Linked DNA regions of Mus musculus: all the other regions are linked to region 5. A link is a contact called in public HiChIP or PLAC-seq and promoter capture Hi-C data. All regions are on one chromosome and are shown on one strand. Each heading gives the region's core, a stretch centred on a gene start, on an enhancer-like site or on the middle of the called end of the contact. The rest is flanking DNA. Distances are from core to core; before and after follow the strand shown. Region 1 holds the start of C87436 (expressed sequence C87436). Region 2 holds the start of Tia1 (cytotoxic granule-associated RNA binding protein 1). Region 3 holds the start of Aplf (aprataxin and PNKP like factor). Region 4 holds the start of Hmces (5-hydroxymethylcytosine (hmC) binding, ES cell specific). Region 5 holds the start of Nfu1 (NFU1 iron-sulfur cluster scaffold). Region 6 holds the start of Snrpg (small nuclear ribonucleoprotein polypeptide G). Region 7 holds the start of Prokr1 (prokineticin receptor 1).

Region 1 (3,036 bases), core at 154-2,653, 570 kb before region 5:
TTTGTTTTGTTTTGTTTGTTTTTATCTGCTTTTTTTGTTTTGTTTTGTTTTTTGTTTTTTTTTAAATGTCAGTTGAAAATTGCAGCCTGGGAGAGCTTGGTGTGAGGACACCCAAGTTGGCTGGTTCTGAAGACAGGGAGGTGAGGATCACAAGGTCTTTCATGAACCACTGCACACTTAATGAGAAAGGAGAGAAACAGCATCCAGAAAGATGTTGTCTGCATGTCTCTCTATTGGAGGGCTTGACATTGAACTATAGAACAAAGGAGAAACACTTCCCAATGCCAGGCAAAGAAATGAGGGTTGATGCTCTCTGGTCACCACTTGAGGCAGTTGCTAGGAACTAACTAGCCATGTGATCCAGGTATAAATATGAATGCTTTTGAACTTAACAGCAAATAAAAATTGTGGCGAGAGGAAACATCTCTTTTTTTAGTTCCTTCAGTTTCTGAAACAATATTAGAAAAATCTGATCCCAGAAAAGGGCCACTGTAACGGAGAAAAGTAAAATTTGGCTAGAGCAAAGCAATTGTGCCTACAGCGCACCACCAGTAGGTGTCCAAGCTATGGGAACACACCGGCCTCACCTAAGGCACCATAGCTTTCCGAGTGTTTCTGAAGTGCGGTGGTGGCACATGTCTTTAATCCCAACACATTGGAGGGAAGAGGCCCGCGGATCTATGTTCGAGACCAGCCTGATCTACAGAAAGAGTTCCAGGAAACACAATATTGGTGCCGGGGATTTACGATTCTGAAGAACAAATATACATAAAGTCTATTTCGGCTCTTTCCAAGGGGGGAGTCGTTCAATAATGTGTAAGAGCGAAGCGAGAGAAAACCATACAAGCTCAGGCGAGCTCTGCTTCCGATTCCAGTAAAACTGTTTTCAGCACAGAATTGTTCAGGTTCGATGTACTAGGGACCACCGGGAAGCCCTTGCTGGTGTGTTCTGTACGTTTAGGTAAAGCCACAAAGTGTCAGCACCCTGAGCCTTCTCTGTAGTTTTCCAAAAGAGAGCACTCCCCTGAAATACTACAAATCCCATGGTGCCACTTCAGCGGAGGTGAGCGGGCCCTTGGCGCACGTGGGCTGATCTGACCAATAACGACCGTCGTTACAAGCAAACAGTTTGGACGTGTTTGTAAAAGTCCGTTTGTAAAAGGAGAAGAGACGCGGCGAGGGTCGTCACCAACGAGATTCCTAGAGTTGCGAGGCAGGTAAGGGGGCAAAGTGGGAGAGGCCAAGCACCGGCGGAGCACGGCTTAGGGTGGGAACAGAGGCGGAAAAAGTGTTCGGGGAACTGCGTGTCGGACTGCTGACATTTTTGCTGGGCCCTCAGTTTGACGCCGCCGGAAGTGGGCGTTTTGCGCAGGATGCCGGGAAGCGGGTCGCATGGGAAGTGCGTTTTCCAGCCGGCCGTTCCCGGAAGCTGAGCTTAGGCGCGCTCCCCTAAACAACACCGAGGAATTGTGGCCCGGACTCTGTTATTTGACAGTGACCGGGCTGATTCTACAATCAGTAAAGGTCTGCGAGCTGTGACGTCTCGATCCAACCAGACAGTTTTATTCCTAAAATGGGTAAATAGCGCCTCCACAGGATCCCTTGTGTGAATGCATGCACTCGAATACTTCTTTCTTACTTGGGGCGGTGTTCACGTGCCCAAAACAGCGTCCCCACACCGACCAGCTCAGCGGCCGCATGGGACAGGGGGCAGCCTACCGCGCCTCGGGTTCCCTCAGCCAGCGCCAGGCGCTGCTCACCCTCTTGCTGAGAAGAGACAATCATCGGGAGACCCTTCAGGTTTCCAGCGGAGCTCCTTCACAAGTCGCGTTCCTTGTGTATCCTTTTTTAAGACAGAGTCTGCAAGCCGGGCGTGGTGGCGCAGCCTGTCATCCCAGCACTCGGGAGGCGAAGGCAAGAAGATCTCAAATTCCAGGACAGCTAGGCTACATAACAGACCTTGTCTCAAAAAGAAAAGAACAAACTGGGTATGGTGACGAGCTCCTTTAATACCAGAACTCTACAGGCAGAGACTGGCGAGTCTCTGAGTTCGAGGCTTCCCCGGTCCATCCCAGGACAGCCAGAGCGATACAAAGAAATCCTGCCCCCTACCTCCCGCCCCACCACACCCCAAAAAAGGAAAATAAGAAAAAAACTCTGTAATAATTCGTAGTGATACATGTTTTCAAATTCGAATAGTAAAAAAAATGAGATTAAACCTCCATTTCTCGGGTCTCAAATTACTGCTGAGGAAATAGACAACTATGCTGTGTCCTTAAAGTCTTTTCTAAAAAAAGATTTTTGTGTATGCATGTGTGTATATCCAGTGTGTCAAAGGAGTTGGACTTCCCAGAATTAAGAGTTTTAGGCAGATGAGCCCTGATGTTACTGCTTGGAACCAAACTTGGGCCCTCTAAAAGAGCAATACACACTTTTAACCACTAGCCATCTCTGCAGCCCCATTTTCCCCTTTCCTTTCCTTTCAAAACCAAGCATAGCATACACAAAGCACTAAGCTTTGTTACTGGTATACAGATCTCAACTGTTTTTAATGGCTTTACAGTCGCATCTTACTCAGCACACTGTACTTAGTTCTTTAATGGAAGTCCTTTTCCTATTCTGCAGGTACAAAATCTCATAGAGGGATATCTGTGATTTGGATGCCAGCCTGGTCCACATATTGAGTACAGCCAGGTGTACATAGTAAGACCCTATCTTCAAAAAAGAGGTGGGAGCTGGAAAGACCACCCAGTAGTTAAGAATACATACTGCTCTTGCAGAGGATCTGAGTTGAGTCCCCGGCACCCATGTCTAGTAGCTCACAAGCACCTGTAACTACAGTTCCAGACATATGCAGTGCAGCCTGTTGGCTATGGCTGCCTGTACTCATATGCACATAGCCTGACACAGGAAATAGGTTTCAGCCCCTTTGGAAACAGTTTTTCAGGTTCCGAAAATGTTAAGTGTACAAAGGAAATAGCTATGTTTACTATGATATTTACATTTATTGAAATATATGGCTCAACACTGTGGTCC
Region 2 (3,078 bases), core at 296-2,795, 610 kb before region 5:
CCATTTTAAATAGATTTCCACCCACCCCCAGAGTGTTCAAAATACTTTAAACACTTAAATATTTGCCATACTCTTCTTTAAAATTATTGTTTGTTTCTTTGTTTGTTTGTTTGAAGAGAGGCGCTTGCTTCTAAATAGCATTGGTTGGCTTTGAACTCCTGAACTTCCTACCTACTTCTGCGTTCTGAAGTGTGGACAATATTTGTTTTCTGTCTATAATATAGACTCTATATAATCTGAAAATATGACGTACTCTAGAGATAATTATAGAAGTAGAACTCCCAAATGTGGGGTGGTGGTGGCTCATGCTTTTAATCCCAGCATTAGGGAGGCAGAGGCAAGAGGATCTTTTGAGTTTGAAGCTAGTTTAGTCTACAGAGCTAATTCCAGGACAGCCAGTTCTGCACAGAGACCCCCTGTCTTGAAAAACAGAAAAGTTGAAAGAAAAGAAGGAAGGAAAGGAGGGAGGAAGAAGGAAAGAGAGAGGGAATCCCAAATATGGCAGAGTACGCAATTGGTTCTCAACCTGTGGGTCGCGACCCCTTTACCACCCCTCTATCGCTGAAAGTATTTACATTACAATTCATATCAGTAACAAAATTACAGTTATGAAGTAGCAACAAAAGTACTGTTATGGTTGGGGTCACTACAATGCCAGGAACTGTATTAAAAGGTCGCAACATTAGGAATCTTGAGGACCACTGATGTAAAAGAACGACATTGGATACAAAAACTTTCACGTCTTTAATAAATGCTTTACATAATATGTATAGTGTAATAAGAAAGGATAAAAAAAAGTACCGGAACCACATTCCAGAGCCATAACTCTGAACCCTAAGCAAGGGCTGACTGTTGAGATTCTTCTCACCAATTTGCAACAGTAACTCTGTTATTACCAGCTTTTCGATTACATTGGGTATACAAAAGAAATCCAGACATAAATATGATTCCTGCTCGCAAAGTATTGCTTATTGTCAAGTAGACCTTATTTTCTTACCACAACTCTTACTTCTAAATAATAAGCAAAAATGAAAGTCGAGATTTTTCTCAAACAGCCACTCAACAGCATTGGTATGAGAAAGAATGAATCGTTTCATAAAGCAACGGAAAAAGTGCAAGTATCAATTCGTTCTAATTTTCATTTACATAAATCAAGAATCCAATAGGCAGAGATACTAACGTATCTCCTATGAGTTTTCGGACGCCCAAATCCTCAACAGCGCCGCTGGTGTAGTGGTATCATGCAAGATTCCCATTCTTGCGACCCGGGTTCGATTCCCGGGCGGCGCATGTCTTTTCTCTCTTTAAATAGTGTGCAAAAAGAAAATTTTCCTGCTAGAAAAACACCTGCTATTTTATTTCTTTAACCTCCCCAAGGATTTTTAATTTCACTATATAATTCACAAATGAAACACTCCGCTCTGAAACTACAGAAATCCTAAACTACTGGCATTGCGTCTGCGCACTCTGAGCCATCCCTTGCCTGGTGGCAGCGCGGCTGCGCACCAAGTGAACCCCGTCCTTGAAGCCTAAACCCGGCTGCCAGGAGGGTGAGCATGCTAGCTGGCTGTGCGCATGCGCGGCACGGGTCACTCGGCTGCCGGCTCCTAGGCGTCCGGCTCGCCGCCATCTTGGATCGGGGTTTCATTGTTCGCGGTAGGCCGGGCCTTTTTTTGTGTAATCGCTGCCAAAGAAGAAAGCGAAGTAGCCTCCGGTCAAGCGAGGAGGCCGGCTCTTCCGCAGCCATAGCCCGCCTCAAGGATTTGGGAGGTAGCGAAGGGCAGGGAGCTGGACCCTGAGGTGCCGCCGCGACCGCAGCAGCCATGGAGGACGAGATGCCCAAGACTCTGTGAGTCTGGAGCAGCGTTGAGGGAGGCGGGATGGTGGTCGCCCCGTAGGGAGGCCGCGGCCCTGCGCCTCTCTGCAGCCTATTGTTCTCCGTGGACGCCGCGCTGTGGTGGTTCCTCCCTCCCGTGCGCACGCCAGGATGCTTAGAGCCGAGCCGGGCCGAGAGGACGATGGCGGGAGAGGGGCTCGGCCCCTGTCACCCCTCGGCTGGCTGCACCCGCGGCCCCCAGACCTGGAGGAAGGACTTTTCATTCAAAGCTCTCCTCAGGACTCGGCACGTCCTCCTGGAGTCCCATGCTTGCGTCCTTTTTTTCCCCGCCCCCTCTTTTCGATGAATCTTTTCCAGATTTCCATCTGGAACGTCCTTTCTCTTTTCTTTTGGTAGGATTTTTTTCATTTTTAATTCTTGAAGGCTGAGGTTAAAAACTTTATACTTGCAGTTGAGAACTGGAAAGAAAAAAAAAAAAAAAGCCAGACATCTTTCTCGAAGGTCTTCGGCTTTCCCTCTGTAGTACTCCCCTGACCCTCGACCAAAAAACCTAACTGGACACCCAAGGATGTTGAAACCGTTCTTAAAAAATGGAAATCTCACTCGGAGGGATGCATCTACCGAGGGAAAGTGGGTTTCATTAAAACATATTTACCACCATTTGCGACTAGTGGTTGACATTTTTATTAATGGAGTAACTGTGGTCAGTCAGGTGTAAGCATCTTTAGTGAATATTTTGTAACTCGAGTCTAGGATATTGTCTTTGTCATGTAACTTCCCCTTGCATTCTTTGTTTTTCAACGCACGGGTTGAGGCGGTTGTGCCTTTGTTGGGTTTCACAGGGCAAAAAAGAAAAGCTCAAGAAATTGTGGGTTTTGGTTGTTGTTTTTTTCTCCCGGTATATTTGAAGATTGCAACTTGATGTATCGTGCATATAGTTCATATAAATGAAGTAGGATGAACATGTATCATGTTACGGGCCTTAACTCTGCACCTAGTTCCTGCCATAGCTTTTTATTTCTAGAATCCTGGTACTTTTAGAGCTATGTACATTTAGGGTTCTTTTTGACATTTTCTAGTTATTAAAATTGTTCTGAAGTACAGATACGTTATTCTTTTTCCCCTCGCCCATTTTCAATTTCTTTTTTCTTTTGTTTGTTTTGTTTTATTGAGACAGGGTGTATCTCTGGCTGTCCCAGACTCACTATTACAGACCAGGTTGGCCTAAAATTCAGAGATTT
Region 3 (2,818 bases), core at 78-2,577, 660 kb after region 5:
GAATTTTTAAAATTTTATTTTTTACTATATATGTATACCTGTATGTTAGGATATGCATGTGTGTACATTGCCCAGAGAGGCAGAATTACAAGCATTTGTGAATTGCCTGACATAAGTGCTGGGAAGCCAGTCCTCTGTAATAAATTCCAGGCTCTTAATGGCTAGCCCATCTCTCCCTTGTGATATTTCAACTCGACCGCCAGGTTCTCTAGAGTGGCCTTTGTAAATGATAGGTCTTGTGGCAATGCTAAATGGTTTAATACCACCAAATATAATTTCATAGTGCAAACTGCAAACGGTTTGGTTCCTACTCCTCCCAAAGAGGGTAAAGAATATATAGCATAGTGGCCATTTGTACATGTATCACCTTTAAATGACCAGTTTATACTCCAACTTTCTCATTTGAACAAGGCTAATAAAAAGCACCTAACTCAAAAAGTTTTGGAAGTAGTAAATTAAAGTCATCTCTTTAGAACAATGACTGGTTCACTACCCAGACAACTTAAAGACAGCTACTGATACTACCAAAAGGGATACTGCTATTATTGGTAAGGCCCACCAGCCCAGCAGAGAAGGCAAGGAGATAAAAGAAGTTAGCTTAAGGGAGGTGATTAACCTTCCCTGTTATGGCTCATACAGTACCGTAAATATTGTAAGCTTTGTAGGTCAACATGCAACACATTAACCTTTAGAGTACTATACGTCTTTAAATACTAGCAGCGGTTTTGTTTAGTTGGTCTGTTTACATTTTACATCTTACAACCCGAACTTAGCTCAACTTGGATTTGGCCCTCGTTTGCCAGCTGGATAGGCTAATGATGTTAACTCGGTCCATACTCGAACCATACAGGCACCAAAAAGAAATGTCTGGGACTTGACTAACGTTGTTTGAAAACCTACTGCCCCAAACCTATAAAATCTTGACAAGCAGAGCCAAGACGCGGAGTTCCCAAGCTCAGGAGACAAGAGACAGCCTCGGCTGAGCAAGCTCTGGCTGCCCACGCCCACACTACCTCCCACACTTACTCCCAGCAGCGGCCCGCGGCCTATCACAGTCTGCCCCGGCCCCACGGGCACGCGGGGACCGCCGTCCAGAGGCTGCAGAAAGAAGTCCGAAGGCATGGCGGTAAGAGAAGGTTCCTTCGCCAGGAGATACCTCGTAGCCACCTCCCTCAGGCACGCTGGGCATGGCCCGAAGGGGTGTGAAACCCGAGGCTCCTTTCCTGGTGAGTGTGCTTCTTCCCTTTCCGGAATCCCCACTCCTTGAGAGCCTGTGATTCGTGCAGGGAATACCTGTCAACAGACCGCCAAACTACAGCTTAAAAACTGGAACGCACACCCACAATCTTCCAGCACTTCCTCTCACAGGACTCATGGAACGCTGGGTCTTGTAGTTCCTGACACCTCCCTTCGGCTCCTTTCCGGAGTACAGACTGCATGGAAAAACTACCAATCCCAGAAGGCAATACGCGCATCTCTGCGCCTAGGTTGATTCGTGCTTGGGCAGGGGTGGGGCTAGAGTAGTGCTGACGTCAAGGCCTTAGGAGAGGGTTGGCCTGAGTTTTTAAATGAACCACAGTGCTGGCCCGTGGCCCTGTGACTTCAACAGGGGGATGTTCTTTTCCCAATGGAGTATGATGTGTGTATCTGCTTCTTCCCCTTCTCTTCCATAAGGAGACAGCTTCGGCTAGAATAAGGCCTCCGTGGCAGGACTGTCTTCCCTACTCCAAGAAGTATGTCTGGACTTAGATTTTTAGGGTTCAGCCTCAAGAGGGTCATTAACTTTCCTGTGCAGGCGCCCCATACTCATTTGGGGATGGATCTGCAGCCAGTGGAGCTTCTATTTTCAAAGGCCTGGCTCAGACACTTGGCCCACGGGGCCGGAGAATCTTCCTTCTCTATAAAAGAGGCATATTCTCTGGCTGGGATCTGTAGCAGGCCTGTCTTTCTCTTTGGTGGAGGCCTGGACTGGGGGAAGCAAACCTAGGGTCCGAGGGTGGGGGGCAAACCTACAGGGACGGGATGGAGGGGAAAGGTGGTCTTTTCTATGGAGAAGCCAGTTGCTAAGCTCAGGGCTCCCAGCTAGAGGGAACTTTCTCTTTGGAGGAAGCCTGGCCCAGAGTTTGGCACTGCTCTCTTAAGATCTTTTCCTTTCTTGTGGCTGAGGACAGCCTCAGCTAGGCCTGTGTCTGGAGGGCTTTCTCTTCCATATTAAAGCCTGTACTACAGGACTCTGCAGAAGGTCATGGAGTTGGAGTCTTATCCCCTAATGCCTCCAGGAGGCACAAGGTCTTCTCTTCCCCAAGAGGCCACCTTGTCACAAGCCTAGGGGAAATGGAGTTATTCTAAAGAGTCACTGTGACCCTCATTTTGGCTCTCAGAACAGTGGGCCTTAAGAGACTGGAATTTTCCTTAGTAATCTCATGCTGGATTAAAAAGTCAAAAGGCAGACCCATCAAGACGAGAGACTTTCCCCCGGAGAGATTTCACAGTCCCGTCAATTTGTCAGAATGCCTTGCTGAAGCACTAGAACCTCAGCAGTAATGGGCAGGGCCACACCTTGCAACTGGAGATGGCTCAGATATTCAAATGCTGGCCCCCTACTTAAACCTTAGCCTTACTTTAGGAGGCTGAAGATGAACTTGGGGACCTTGGAGCTCTTTGTCCCTCTTCCTAATCAAAACTCCAATGAAATCTATACAGAACCAGAAAACCAAAATTAACTTGGGGGGCAGAAGGGAAGTCAGGCCAAGAACTCCAGGCAGGAACATGGAGGCAGGAACCGATGCAGAGGCTGTGAAAGATGTTGCTTTCTGGC
Region 4 (2,893 bases), core at 121-2,620, 900 kb after region 5:
GGCTCGTGCTCAGGGCCTCCACTTCTCCCTGAGGCCTCCCTTCACCAAATGGAGCGTGTGCATAGCCCCTCGGGACTGTCAGTGCCAAGCTTAGGGTGGGGTTAAAGGCTAGCCGAATGACAACAGCTAGCAGGTCTGGTAAGCCACTCATCTACAGGCATCTGTAGATGGATGGGTGTCCAAAGGTCCTTAGAGGGTGTCATGATCTGCTCTGGGTCTATGAGTGGGAAAAACAGTATCTGCATTCCTTTTGGGCTGGAGTAAGAAATCCTAGGGGATGCTTCAGGGCTTGGGCTTTAAACTCAAATCAGGTGGTTTAAACTGTTGGAAACACTTGAAGAACTGGACCTCCTGTGAGGCTACTCAGATGGCTCAGCAGGTAAAGGTACCTATCAGGACGGACTACCCACTTGGTAGAAGGAGAGGACCATTTTGCAATAGTTGCCGCCTAACCTCATGCACACCTGTATACTGTATGCACATGCACATGTACACATTAGAACAGAGGCCTGCACCTTTAAGCCGAATCCCATAACATGAAGACATCAGGCTACACTTGAGCATCGTTAAGCTGTTTTAGCTATGGCCTATTTCATGACTGGTCCTGGCTCCACCATGTACTTGGTCAGGCATGCAGTGGTGAACTAAGTAACGTGGTGTGAAACTTCCTAACAGGTTATAAAGAGATTTCTCATTTGGGGGGTTTTCTCAAGTAGGTGACCTGAAGGCTGCTCCCTAAAGACATCCCTCTGTCCCCCACCTTCCATCCCTCTCCTGGGGACTGAGCAGTTGCTCTTGCCTGGCCTCTCTGCCTCATTCCATCCCTTTATGAAGGCCTCTCCAGGCTTTAAAGGAAAGCCTGACCTTCAAGGCCACATCCTGCTTAGCCCTTCCTGACTGTATTCTTCCTGCCTAATACCCTCCCCTTCTACTCCCAGGCCTGGTCATAGCCTGGAAGCCATTCCATTCAAATAAACTTCATTAAAGAAATTGGTGTCAGCCTCCTTTTGTGAAGATTACAGCTTACTCTAGTTTTATTTAAAGGCTTGCACACACCCCACACACAAATGTTAAAAAGGAAACCAGGTGGGGCTTCCTGACCCTTAGGGGTTTGTGGGAATAGCTAGAGAGTCTCAATTCGGATGGCCTTACACATTGAGGGTGGGCAGCACAGGTTTTCTGGCTTCAGATTCCGGCCTGGGAAGGGGGACCCTGAGGCCTCCTGGGGTGCCTGTCTCAGGTCAGTGCATTTTGTCTTGCTTCACCTAGCCACACCCCCACCTGTGGGGAGGGAACCCCGACGGCGCGACGTCACGTCGGGGGCGGGGCGGGGTTACCGAGGAGCGGGACGGGCGTCTCTTAGGCGGACGCTAGCTGCGAGGAAGGGTGGACTAGACCCTCGGGCGGTGAGAGGACGCGGGCGCGTGGGGAGGGCCTCGTTGAGGGGATGAGGACGGACGGGCGGGCGGGAGGAGGGCCGCGCTGAGGAGAAGCTAGCGGGCGGAAGAGAGGACCCGGCGGAGGGGACGCCGGCGGGCGGGCAGGCGAGGACCGCCCACGTTCCGAGCTGGAGCCTTGGCGCCGACAAGGCCCCGCCCGGGACCTGAGCGTGTCCCCGCGGGGCGGTAGTGCGGTGGCCGCGGCCCGCGAGTGTCGCTGGCGTCAAAGCCGAGCGCTCTCACCTTTCCCTGCTGCGTCCGTGGGAAACAACCTGGGAGGAGCGGCTTTCTTTCTCGCCCGCCACCCGAGGGCCTGCTTGGGGACTGTGGGCCCCGCAGTGGCCGGGACTGGCTGACCTAACGGAGCCTCCGCGGAAGATGTGGCTTCGCGGGGAGATTGGCGTGACCTAGGGAGGAGAACCTTAGGGTTTTGTGACTTTCTCTAGGTCTGAGCGGCAGCGCTGAAGTATGTGCGGGCGAACGTCCTGTCACTTGCCCAGAGAGGTTCTCACCAGGGCCTGCGCCTATCAGGATCGGCAGGGCCGGCGGCGGCTCCCGCAGTGGAGGGACCCCGACAAGTACTGCCCCTCCTACAACAAGAGCCCGCAGTCCAGCAGCCCCGTGCTGCTCTCCAGACTGCACTTTGAGAAGGTAAGGAGTGTGTCAGCACCATCGGAGCTTCTGGGCCAGCATCGCCGTGGCCATCTGACTCGTGACCCATGTGCCGCCATCTGCCCAGCCTCCGGAATGACCCGAAAAGCAGCCTTTACAGATACATTAAGGCCCTAATCCCTCTGGGTCTCTGCAAGAAATAAGTCAGCATTCTTCAGGGTCAGTTAAACTGTTTGAATGTATGCCCAAATTATGTGAACCTCATATCTGAATACATTTAAGAATTCTTTTGAGACAGAGTCTTAACTATGAATGTAGCCCTGGCGGTCCTGGAACTCCCTATAGAGGCCCAGCTGACCTCAGATTTTCAGCAAATCTGCCTGTCTCCAGAATCCTGTATTACAGGTGTGTACACTCTGACACGCTTGACTCTCTCTCTCTCTCTCTCTCTTTTTTTTTTTAAGATCGCATTTTTCAAGTATTACTGATTTATCAGCGTCATCTGTCCTTATATTAAAAACAAAAAAGCAAAAACCCAAGTGTGGTGTCACACACCTTTCATCCCAGCACTTAGGAGGCCGGAGGAAGGCAGATCTCTGAGTTGGAGGCTAGTCAAGGCTGCATAGTAAAACTGTGTCTCAAAAAACTGATTTGTGGAGCTTACAGAGCTTGCAGCCTGGCTCAGTGGGTGAGAACACTTGCTGCCTGTTAGGAGAGAACCAGCTCTTGCAAGCTGCCTTCTGATTCCACTCCCAGTCTGTGGCATTCACGCAAGAGAGTAGACACATACACACGAATAGATGTAAAGAAAAAATCAGTGTGTCTGGGGCTAGTGATATTAC
Region 5 (2,817 bases), core at 41-2,540:
CTCGTTCCGGTCAACTCTGCTCACTCAGTCCCTGCTTGCTCCGACCCAAACGTTTACTTATTATTCTACATAAGTACAGTGTAGCTGACTTCAGATGCACCAGAAGAGGGCTTCAGATCTCATTACAGGTGGTTGTGAGCCACCACGTGGTTGCTGGGAATTGAACTCAGGACCTTGGGAAGAGCAGTCAGTGCGCTTACCCATGGAGCCATCTCGCCGTGGAGGACAAACTATTCCTAAGTGTAGGCCACGTGTCCAGCTGTAGAATGGTCAACAAAGAACCAGCTCACTGGCATCTTTGAAGGTCCCTGGTCACATAATGTTAAGCTAGGACTTTGGGTTTGTATATTTATTTAATTACACATTTTTGTTTACATTACATTGTTTTTGTTTTTTATTTTATGTATACATATATTTTACAATTTTTCTCTCTTTCCCTTTCTTCATCCCTCCCTCCCCGCTTTGCCCTGTAGGTCCCTTTTCATATATATTATGGCTTCCAGTGTTGTCGATAGCCCTGGGGCTAATTATATTTTATGTTAATTCCGTTTTCCTGTGTGTGGTTTTGAACAAGGAATGAGTCAGCGCTCAGGTGATTTCCTGTAAACCTGCTTCCCACCTTAATTTGTAAAATAAAGGAGAGCTGATGATTGGGCAGATAAAAGGGAAGGTGGAATGGAAGGTGGAGAAAGAAGAAGGAGAAAATGGATGAAGGAGAGGACGCGGAGGAGGAGGAGGAAGAAGAAAAGCGGAGCAGAAGCACATGGCCTGGAGAAACTGCAAGCTCTAAGGGGTCTCATAGATGTGGAAGATGGTCGTGTAGCGGTAGATCTGTCCAAACTAGGTGCACATATGTATTCATATTAACTGTGTTGTGTTTTCATTGCTGAGGCATATTTGGATTGGAGATTTACCGCAACATTCCAGCTTTGTATTTTCACGGGACTCTTGCATATGTGAACAAGTGTGTCTCTGCACTTATATGCATTTCTTGAACTCTTTTCCTTGTTTGTTTTGTCCTATTCTGATGTGTTAGGTTTTGTTATATCATATATCATATATTCCCTTAGAAGCCTGTTTGTTTTCTAATGAGCGACAGAAAGGGGGTGAATTCGGAGGGGAAGTGTGGGGAAATTGGAGGAAATAGAGGGAAGGGAAACTGTAATCTGGATATATTATGTGAGGGAAAAAAATCTACTTTCAGTAAAAGGAGGGCGGAAAGGCCACCTGCAGCACCGCCCTCAACTTGTAAGGAACCGGCGTCCCCGGACCGCCCTCTCTGCAGGGCCTGAGTCTGCGTAGGACTTGGAGACAAGAAGGAGGCGGGTCCGCGCAAGCGCACTGGCACTGAAGTGATGGCGGCGGCCGAGCGGGCATGGGGAGCAGCGGTCGGTGTAGTCCGGCTGTGCAGGCGGTAGGTGTTGGCTCCCTGGCTAGCAGATCCCTGTCGCTGCCTTCTCACAGGCAGGAGCTGGCGTCTGAGGGACCCTTGTCCTGGCTCCAGAGCCCGAGGCCAGCCACCTTCCACGGATGTCCCTTGTAAATCCCACGGGAATGTGGCTCCGAAGGGAAGAGCGGTCCCGGGGTTGTGTCGTGTCCTGTCGTTCCCTTTCCAGGGAGATCACGGCTCGGAGAGAAGTGAGTGACTCGAGGAAGTCCACCGCCCAGGCTTGTGCGAGTGCGTCCTGTTCCTCTTCTAGAGCCACTCCCTCAGATATCTGTCAGACCCGAGTGTGACAACTATAGAAAGGGGCCTGACAGAATGCTGATGCCAACTTGAAGTTTCAAATGCATTTCATCAGGCTAGCATAGAATCCCTCATCATCTGTCATCCCAATACTTGAAAGGTGAAGGCAGGAAGACCAGGAGTTCAAGGCCAGGTTAGACTATTTATGAGACACCCTCCACCACCCCACCACCCCCGTTTTAAAACTCCTAAATGTATCTCATAAAAATAGCAGATTAACAGAAGGATTTTGTGGGTTACCCCCTGCCCACCTGTTTTCGATGACTCCCCTTCAGTTACTTTACTCAAGATCGGTTAGACTTCAAAACTTCCTGCCAGAGTATACTTCTGGTTTATCCACGCTTGCTGCTTTTTCCCAGGGTTGAAGGAATATTAGGGTGTTTCCAAATCCTGGAGTATCCACTCCATTCACTTAAAGAATAGTTACTAGTTACCACGTAGTGATAACAGCTACCATTTACTGAACGCTCACTGTGTGGCCTGGTGTGGCCCTTATTGCTAGGTGTTCCTTAGGGAGAGTGATCTACAATGCTCTGCACGCCTTTTGTTTCAAATGAGTGCGTCTAATAAGGATGCAGCACATAGTCCTAGCATAAGAGAGCAAGCAGCCAGAGGGCACAGCACCAAAGCAGGTACACCATCCAGCAGATCAGGCCGGGGGAAACCCCAGGATCCAAGACACTTACTGGGGACTCTGGTTGCCAAGGGTCTTCTCCTGGGTATGACATTTAATTAGCTATTTCTGTCATCGGCATTTTTTTTTTTTTCGATTCTCGAGACAGGGTTTCTCTGTGTAGCCCTGACTGTCCTGGAACTCACTCTGTAGACCAGGCTGGCCTCGAACTCAGTAATCCGCCTGCCTCTGCCTCCCGAGTGCTGAGATTAAAGGCGTGTGCCACCACGCCCTGCTTGTCATGGGCATTTTTATAACATGGAATTTGAACAGTAGCTGAGTCTTGTATTTTGGGAAGGTGCCCGGGAGTGACTTAGTTCCCAGCTGTGTTCAGGGGCTGGTTTTGCTCCTGTTCTGGTCTCCGATGTTTTTACTCTGTTCTGGTCTCCGGGGCATG
Region 6 (3,114 bases), core at 443-2,942, 640 kb before region 5:
GCCATTTTTGCCTGGGTGGTTTTTATTTTTTATTTTCTTTGCAGTGCAGTGTTGCTGGCCCAACATAGCACCTTATCTTTTGGATAAGTACTATGTTGTATTTATACCAATTAATTACTTGAAACAGTGATACATCTGTCTTTTTGCTGTGTCAAGCCTGCAATATATTTTCCAAGTGGTTTGGTTTTTAAATAAAGTTTCATTGTCTCCACCTTTTTCTTATGGGTAGTGATATATCAGTAAATGGGAAACACCAAGAGGAAGGCAGAGAGCATCATAACTTGAAAGCTGTTAATGTTGAAAAGATAACTTAGGATTAAAGGTACATGGGGGGGGGGGCTGAAAAGATGGCTCAGCAGTTAAGAAAACTCTTCCGAAGGTCCTGAGTTCAAATCCCAGCAACCACATGGTGGCTCACAACCATCCTAATGAGATCTGGCGCCCTCTTCTGGAGTGTCTGAAGACAGCTACAGTGTACTTACATATTATAACTAAATTGTAAAAGGTGCATACTGTAATTTCAGTACTGTAAGGCAAGCTGAGGATTTCCCTCCTGCTTTGAGGTCAGTCTTTGCTAAAGACTATCATTATTCATGTTCGTTTTCTAGTTTCAACTAGCACAGCAAGTGGTGGGGAGAGTGTATAGCTAAGCATTCTTGTGCTATTTTTTTGTTGATGACAAACTAATCATGAGGAGAACCTCAATTGAAGAGCTGCTTCCATCTAACAGGTCTCTGGACATGTCTGTGGGTCATTAATGACTACCATGAGAGAGCCCAGTGCACTGAGGGCAGTGCCACCACCCTGGGAGAGTGCACACCTTTATTCCCAGCCCTCAGGAGGCAGGGGCAAGCTCAATACCTCAGGACTTGTGTGGTACTCCTCAGCTTTTATGTATGGACTGTAGTGTGCTAAGTGGGTTCTGAAGGCAGCGTTAGAATTGCAGAATTGATGAATCAGAAATACCCCAGACACTGGATTCACGTCCTCAAGAGAATCCGCCTAGCCACCTTCCTGCTACTGATGCGGACAAGCTATTCTGTGCTTCAGGAGCCCTCGGCTTCGCCTGGATGTGCTTAGGAAATTAAGGGCAGCGTGGTGCAGATGCCGTTGATTCTAGCACGGGAAGCAACAGTTCAAAGCCAGCGTTGACTACACAGTGAACTCGAAGCCAGCATGAATTACGTCAAAAACAATGAGGAAGGGGCAGGGGAAATGACAAAAATGTAAAGAGAAAAAAAGTGTAGTAAGTGGGAAAAGGAAAGAAAAGAAGTGACACACAGGCTGGAGAGACGCTTCAGCAGTTAAAACCACTGGCTGTTCTCCCAGAGCTCTGGAGTTCAATTCCAGCACCCACATGGTGGCTCACAAGCATCTATAGTAGGATCTGAGGTCCTCCCCTGGCGCGCAGGTGTACATGTAGAGCACTCATACATAAAATATAAATGAAGGGGTCTGTTTTTAAAGTGACCTGCCACTTCAATTTTACACAAAGGAAGCTTAGCCGAACACAGCCTCTCCGTCGTGGCCTGTCACTGGCGACGCAACCGGAAGCGTGGCTCTGGTCCGCAGGTTCAGACATCCCCATCAATATCGCGAGATGAAAGGTAATGTTCTCCGAAGGCGATTGGCTCGCGCGGCGGTGACGTCAGACACCAGCGCCAAGCCTGCCTTGCGCGCGTTTCTGAGCCTGCTCACTCCTTCGCCGTTGTGCCGAGCCCGCAGAGGAGTCGCCATGAGCAAAGCCCACCCTCCCGAGCTGAAGAAGTGAGTAGAGTCGGCCCTATCGAGACTTCTGTCTCGCTCGGGCTGCCGCCGCTGGTCCCGACGGTCGCGGGAGCCGGAAGTGGCGCTAAGGTCCGGTCGGCATGGTTACTGCAGTGCCGGTGCCTCTGTCTTCCCAAAGCTGGGGCTCTCCTAGGCGGGCAGCCAAAGGCAACCTGGTTGGGGACCAGGGCAGCGGTCGAGGTGCATGGTTGTGAGGAACCGGAGACTCGTGGGCTTAAAATGATCGATTGGAGTCGGACGTGATTGGCTGTGATCTATGGGGCCAATATTCAGGAAGCTTAGGCAGGAGAATTACCGCGAGTTCCAGACCAGCCTAGGCTTAAAAAAAAAAAAGACACTGTGTCTCAAAAAGTTTAAGGTGAGGTAGCGTTTTGTGTTTCAATAAATGTGCGCGTTCATTTGCGTTCATCAAGAGAGCTAGGTTTAGTTTTGGGGTTTTTTTTTCCCCTTTTTGGTGCTCAGAGACATGTTTAGTTATATGTTTGTGCACGTGGGTGCAGCTCCTGCGGAGGCCAAAGCGGGCATTGGATCTGCAGAAACAGAACTTGTAGGAGGTTGTGAGCCCTCTGGCGTGGTTAATAATAGCTGGACTCGTGTCCTCTGGACAAGCAATAAGCGCTGGGCCATCTGCAGCCCCAAGAACTAGGTTTCTGATACACTGTCCTTGTATTCAAGTTACATTTAAACGTTGTGTAATATCTTGCTCTGGCAATAAATCCATGGAAGGACATCCATTTTCTACTTGTAAAGAGCTAATTTCTGAAGAATTTTATTCTGTACCCAGTAAAATCAGACAGACCCTTTGGTCTCAGACACTTCTGACTGGCCTGAACCTGTCGCATATGCACATAGTCATTGGGTTGCTCAATACAAGATTAATACTGGGTCTTTTCTGGTGTAGCCAGAAAATAATCTGTCTTGTGTATAGCCTGTTTGCTACTGTAAAGTTCTGTCAAGACCCCAATGCAGGGGAAAGATAACAACATTTGCTGATTTTTGTATTTGAGTGCACATTTTAATCAAAGCCCTCTGTGTGAAACCCCTGCAGTTTTGTTTGAATCTGAATCTGTTAAACCGGGCCTAGAGAGTTGGCTCAGAGGTTGAGAGCACTGACTTCTCTTCCTAGAGGTCCTGAGTTCAATTCCCAGCAACCACATGGTGACTCACAACCATCTGTAATAGGATCTGGTACCCTATTCTGGCTTGCAGGCCTATAGGCAGAACACAACATAATAAAGATGTATTAAGCCATAAGTCTGACATTTTAAAAAGAAGTTATTCTGCACTGTTTGTTTTGATGATGAGCTAATAAATGAGGTCTGGATT
Region 7 (2,819 bases), core at 226-2,725, 580 kb after region 5:
TCAAGCTGCGAGGGTGAGACGGTGGAACGCAGAGGAGGCCTGTCCTAAACCCCAATCCCTGTGTGAACACCTGAACTTTGTCCTTGTGGACAGCCCCATTCTGAGGTAGCAATAGCTGCTTCCCACAGCTGGAAAGAAAGGACTCGTCTTGGGGCTCAGCATAGCACAACTGCAAATTCACAGAGCCCTGAACACAGAGAACCGAACCTGGAGCCTCCGTTTACAGAGCCCTCCTACTGGAAGGCTTCTGCAAGCTTCCTGTGTCCCTGTCAAAAACCTGCTGTGGCTCTACAAGCTTGGCACACTATGTGCCAAGGCTCGTCCTAGTCGAAGGTCACAGTCACAAGCTGTCACTTAACCCAGAGGGCTAGAAGGGAAACCTGAGAGCAAAACCCCTTGGTGAGAGGTGTGTCCTCAGGTTAACAGCTTAAACACGCACGGTTTTCAGTTTAAACACGCAGGGTTTTAACATCCTCCAGGCAGATCGATACTGTCTGTAAAGATCAGAGCTGTTGGAGAGGCAGTGAGTGCTATGCCCCAGAACCACCCAAGTCAGTGCTCAGGCCTCCAGGCCAGCTGCAAGGAAGGGAGGGAATCCTGGACTAAAGACCAGCATCCCGCAGGGCAGGGATGGGGAGAGAGGGTCTGTCAGTAGTGAATCTCCCTCCTGACTTTTCCTTACACCTCTCCCAAGGCATCAGGCCAGGGAACTGGATATGGGAGAAGATCGGGGTCTGGAGTACACCCTAAATGTCAGAAGGAAATAAAATTGCTCAATCTGAGATCCTGGGAAAGGGAGGAAGTAAGTTGTCCCCAAGATTTGCCCCAAAAGCCTGCTGCCCAGTGATAAGGGGGCAGGGCTGAAGTCCCTCCGCACCCCAGGAGGTTCGTCCCACCTGAGCCCTCTCACAGTTCTTTCGTAGGCTTTGCCCTTCTCTCCTGGTCAGCTCAGCCCCCCCCCCCCCCCCCAGCTCTGCTCCCATTAGATAAGAGGCAGAAGGCAGAGCTGAGAGGCCAGCAGACGCTGCCCGGAGCCCAGGCTCATCCCTTCTGAGGGGTACCTCTACAAGCATGCTGCCAGCTCGGCTCAAAGTTAGGATTTAAAGAAACGGTCCAGAATCGCCTAGGAGAGAGAGACGGTTGGAGGACTTGTCCCCTGGTCTTTCCTGGAATTGTTCTCGCCCTGGGGAGCAGCCCACTACCTTATGTCCTCTGCTGCTGGGGCTGCAGTCCCCAAGGACCCTCTTCATTCACCTAAGGCTGTGAGCGGGCAGTCTAGGCTCCGTCCACCCTCTACACGTGGTTCTCAGAGCGTCTCCGGGGCTGTCGGTACCTGCGAACCAGAGCGAGGATCTCAGACGCTCCTCCGGAGCTCTGCAGCAAGGGCTAGGAGCACCTCTGTCTTCTGAGGGTCTTTCCGTGCTCGAGTGGCAGCTGGCCTCCTACTACTTCGGCGGACGGACACACTGAGCAGAGGCTAAGGCCAGCCAGCCCCGCCCACAGCACGCTGTCTCCGCCCCGCCCCGATGTTCCCGCCCATATTCAGTGATCTCCCTCCTGCTGTCTCTCCACTTTCCTCTCCCTTCTGTTCCCATCTTTCACTCTCTATCCCTCACTCTGGGGACAGGTCCCTAAGTCGAGTGGAACTGAGGATGCTGAAGTGTCAGGATGCAGAATGTGTGGCTCCGTGTGTCGCCTGAGCACCAACTCTAAGGCGACCCTGCATGGTGTGACCAGGCTCTGCCTTTCTTGAGCCCCTGGCACCTCGAGTTCACTGGCCCATTGCCGCCCGAGTGGGCGGACTGGTCACGGGAGCTTGGCGCCTTCAAAGGACAGAGAATCCCTTCCCCTGCTGTTCTCCCTGGCTGGGAGCGCTCAGACCTCACCCCTGGGCTTATCTCTGCAGCCCTCAGCTGAGAGCATTGTCTGCTGCCTGGCCTCTGTGGTAAGCTCTTAGGGATTTCTGGAGAATGGATTCAGGAAGGAAGCCTCTATGCCATGTCTGCTCAGCAGCATGACCAGGTTTCCAAGTGTTAAATAGGAATCACCATGCAGCCAGCAATCCCATCTAAAATACACGACTGGAAAAAAAATTGAAAGCAGGAATTTAGGTATGTGTACACCGATCCCCACAGCAGCTCTAGTCACTGTCATCAAAGGGCAGAAGCAACACAATGTCAATCAACTGATACAAAGAAAACAAAGGAGTGTGTGCATATCTTCGCAGTTTACTAAGCCTTCAATGTGTGTGAACTGTAACAGGTATAACTCTCGTGTGCAGTGGCAGAGGTGTAAAATGGCGTGGCAGCTGTGGGAAATAGTACAATGCTTCCTCAAAAGAAAAAAAAAAAAAAAAAAAAAAGGCTTTCCCTACCACCCAGCATCTCCACTCCAGGTAATTCCTTAAAATCAAATAAATACAGGGTCTCAAAAAAATCAAATAAATACAGGGTCTCAAAAAAATCAAATAAATACAGGGCCTCAAAGAGATGTTTGCAAATTCTGTTACAGTGTGGGCAGCCCTGAAGCCACGTGTATTAATTATTTTCCTCATTGCTGTAACCAACACTGGACAAAACCGGCTTGTCAAAGTAAGGGTGAGGTTAAGAAAGGATGCAATCAAAACACAAGAAAATCAAGAAGAGGGAAGACCAATGAGTGGATACGTCATTCCTCCTTAGATTAGGGAACAAAATACCCATGAAAGGAGTTACATCGACAAAGTTTGGAGCTAAGACGAAAGGATGGACTATCCAGAGACTACCCCACCCGGGGATCCATCCCATAATCAGCCACCAAACCCAGACACTATTGCATAT

What was found. Promoter capture Hi-C pulls out the DNA fragments that hold promoters and counts their contacts. HiChIP or PLAC-seq counts read pairs in DNA pulled down with a chosen protein or histone mark.
Region 1: an H3K27ac HiChIP or PLAC-seq map of microglia shows a contact between it and region 5, with 12 times the contacts expected there. The contact joins the promoter of C87436 here to the promoter of Nfu1 in region 5. A contact is called at or near these places in 7 of 39 promoter capture datasets (the 3T3-L1 cell line, hematopoietic stem and progenitor cells, hippocampal neurons and 3 more), 1 of 484 Hi-C or Micro-C datasets (Sertoli cells), 10 of 115 datasets of contacts at active chromatin or transcription factors (astrocytes, embryonic forebrain, embryonic stem cells and 6 more) and 2 of 9 other capture datasets (adipose tissue and liver).
Region 2: a contact with region 5 is called in a promoter capture Hi-C map of liver, with 3 times the contacts expected there. The contact joins the promoter of Tia1 here to the promoter of Nfu1 in region 5. A contact is called at or near these places in 7 of 39 promoter capture datasets (the HPC-7 cell line, embryonic stem cells, liver and 3 more), 3 of 115 datasets of contacts at active chromatin or transcription factors (extraembryonic endoderm stem cells, large pre-B cells and memory CD8 T cells) and 2 of 9 other capture datasets (adipose tissue and liver).
Region 3: a promoter capture Hi-C map of pre-B cells shows a contact between it and region 5, with 6 times the contacts expected there. The contact joins the promoter of Aplf here to the promoter of Nfu1 in region 5. A contact is called at or near these places in 7 of 39 promoter capture datasets (the 3T3-L1 cell line, 3T3-L1-derived adipocytes, hippocampal neurons and 3 more) and 1 of 115 datasets of contacts at active chromatin or transcription factors (large pre-B cells).
Region 4: a contact with region 5 is called in a promoter capture Hi-C map of liver, with 3 times the contacts expected there. The contact joins the promoter of Hmces here to the promoter of Nfu1 in region 5. A contact is called at or near these places in 2 of 39 promoter capture datasets (hippocampal neurons and liver).
Region 6: a contact with region 5 is called in a promoter capture Hi-C map of neutrophils, with 4 times the contacts expected there. The contact joins the promoter of Snrpg here to the promoter of Nfu1 in region 5. A contact is called at or near these places in 3 of 39 promoter capture datasets (liver, neutrophils and pre-B cells) and 2 of 115 datasets of contacts at active chromatin or transcription factors (memory CD8 T cells and pro-B cells).
Region 7: a contact with region 5 is called in a promoter capture Hi-C map of liver, with 2.2 times the contacts expected there. The contact joins the promoter of Prokr1 here to the promoter of Nfu1 in region 5. A contact is called at or near these places in 1 of 39 promoter capture datasets (liver) and 2 of 115 datasets of contacts at active chromatin or transcription factors (both in embryonic stem cells).

Annotation. Positions count from the first base shown.
Region 1 is chr6:86,437,271-86,440,306 of GRCm38.p6, forward strand. It overlaps C87436 (expressed sequence C87436), which reads left to right and starts at 1,404. Exons shown (of 10, transcript NM_001364557.1): 1 at 1,404-1,577.
Region 2 is chr6:86,402,674-86,405,751 of GRCm38.p6, forward strand. It overlaps Tia1 (cytotoxic granule-associated RNA binding protein 1), which reads left to right and starts at 1,546. Exons shown (of 13, transcript NM_011585.4): 1 at 1,546-1,849. The coding sequence starts at 1,824. It overlaps n-TGccc4 (a tRNA gene), which reads left to right and starts at 1,220; the gene lies at 1,220-1,290.
Region 3 is chr6:87,670,834-87,673,651 of GRCm38.p6, forward strand. It overlaps Aplf (aprataxin and PNKP like factor), which reads right to left and starts at 1,328. Exons shown (of 10, transcript NM_001372332.1): 1 at 1,027-1,328. The coding sequence starts at 1,122. It also overlaps E230015B07Rik.
Region 4 is chr6:87,912,606-87,915,498 of GRCm38.p6, forward strand. It overlaps Hmces (5-hydroxymethylcytosine (hmC) binding, ES cell specific), which reads left to right and starts at 1,371. Exons shown (of 7, transcript NM_173737.2): 1 at 1,371-1,406; 2 at 1,886-2,090. The coding sequence starts at 1,908. Copg1 (coatomer protein complex, subunit gamma 1) reads left to right here. Exons shown (of 24, transcript NM_017477.2): 24 at 1-990.
Region 5 is chr6:87,008,546-87,011,362 of GRCm38.p6, forward strand. It overlaps Nfu1 (NFU1 iron-sulfur cluster scaffold), which reads left to right and starts at 1,291. Exons shown (of 8, transcript NM_020045.3): 1 at 1,291-1,414. The coding sequence starts at 1,356.
Region 6 is chr6:86,369,848-86,372,961 of GRCm38.p6, forward strand. Snrpg (small nuclear ribonucleoprotein polypeptide G) reads left to right here and starts at 1,693. Exons shown (of 4, transcript NM_026506.2): 1 at 1,693-1,767. The coding sequence starts at 1,736. It overlaps Fam136a (family with sequence similarity 136, member A), which reads left to right. Exons shown (of 3, transcript NM_025591.3): 3 at 1-211.
Region 7 is chr6:87,589,268-87,592,086 of GRCm38.p6, forward strand. It overlaps Prokr1 (prokineticin receptor 1), which reads right to left and starts at 1,476. Exons shown (of 3, transcript NM_021381.4): 1 at 1,334-1,476.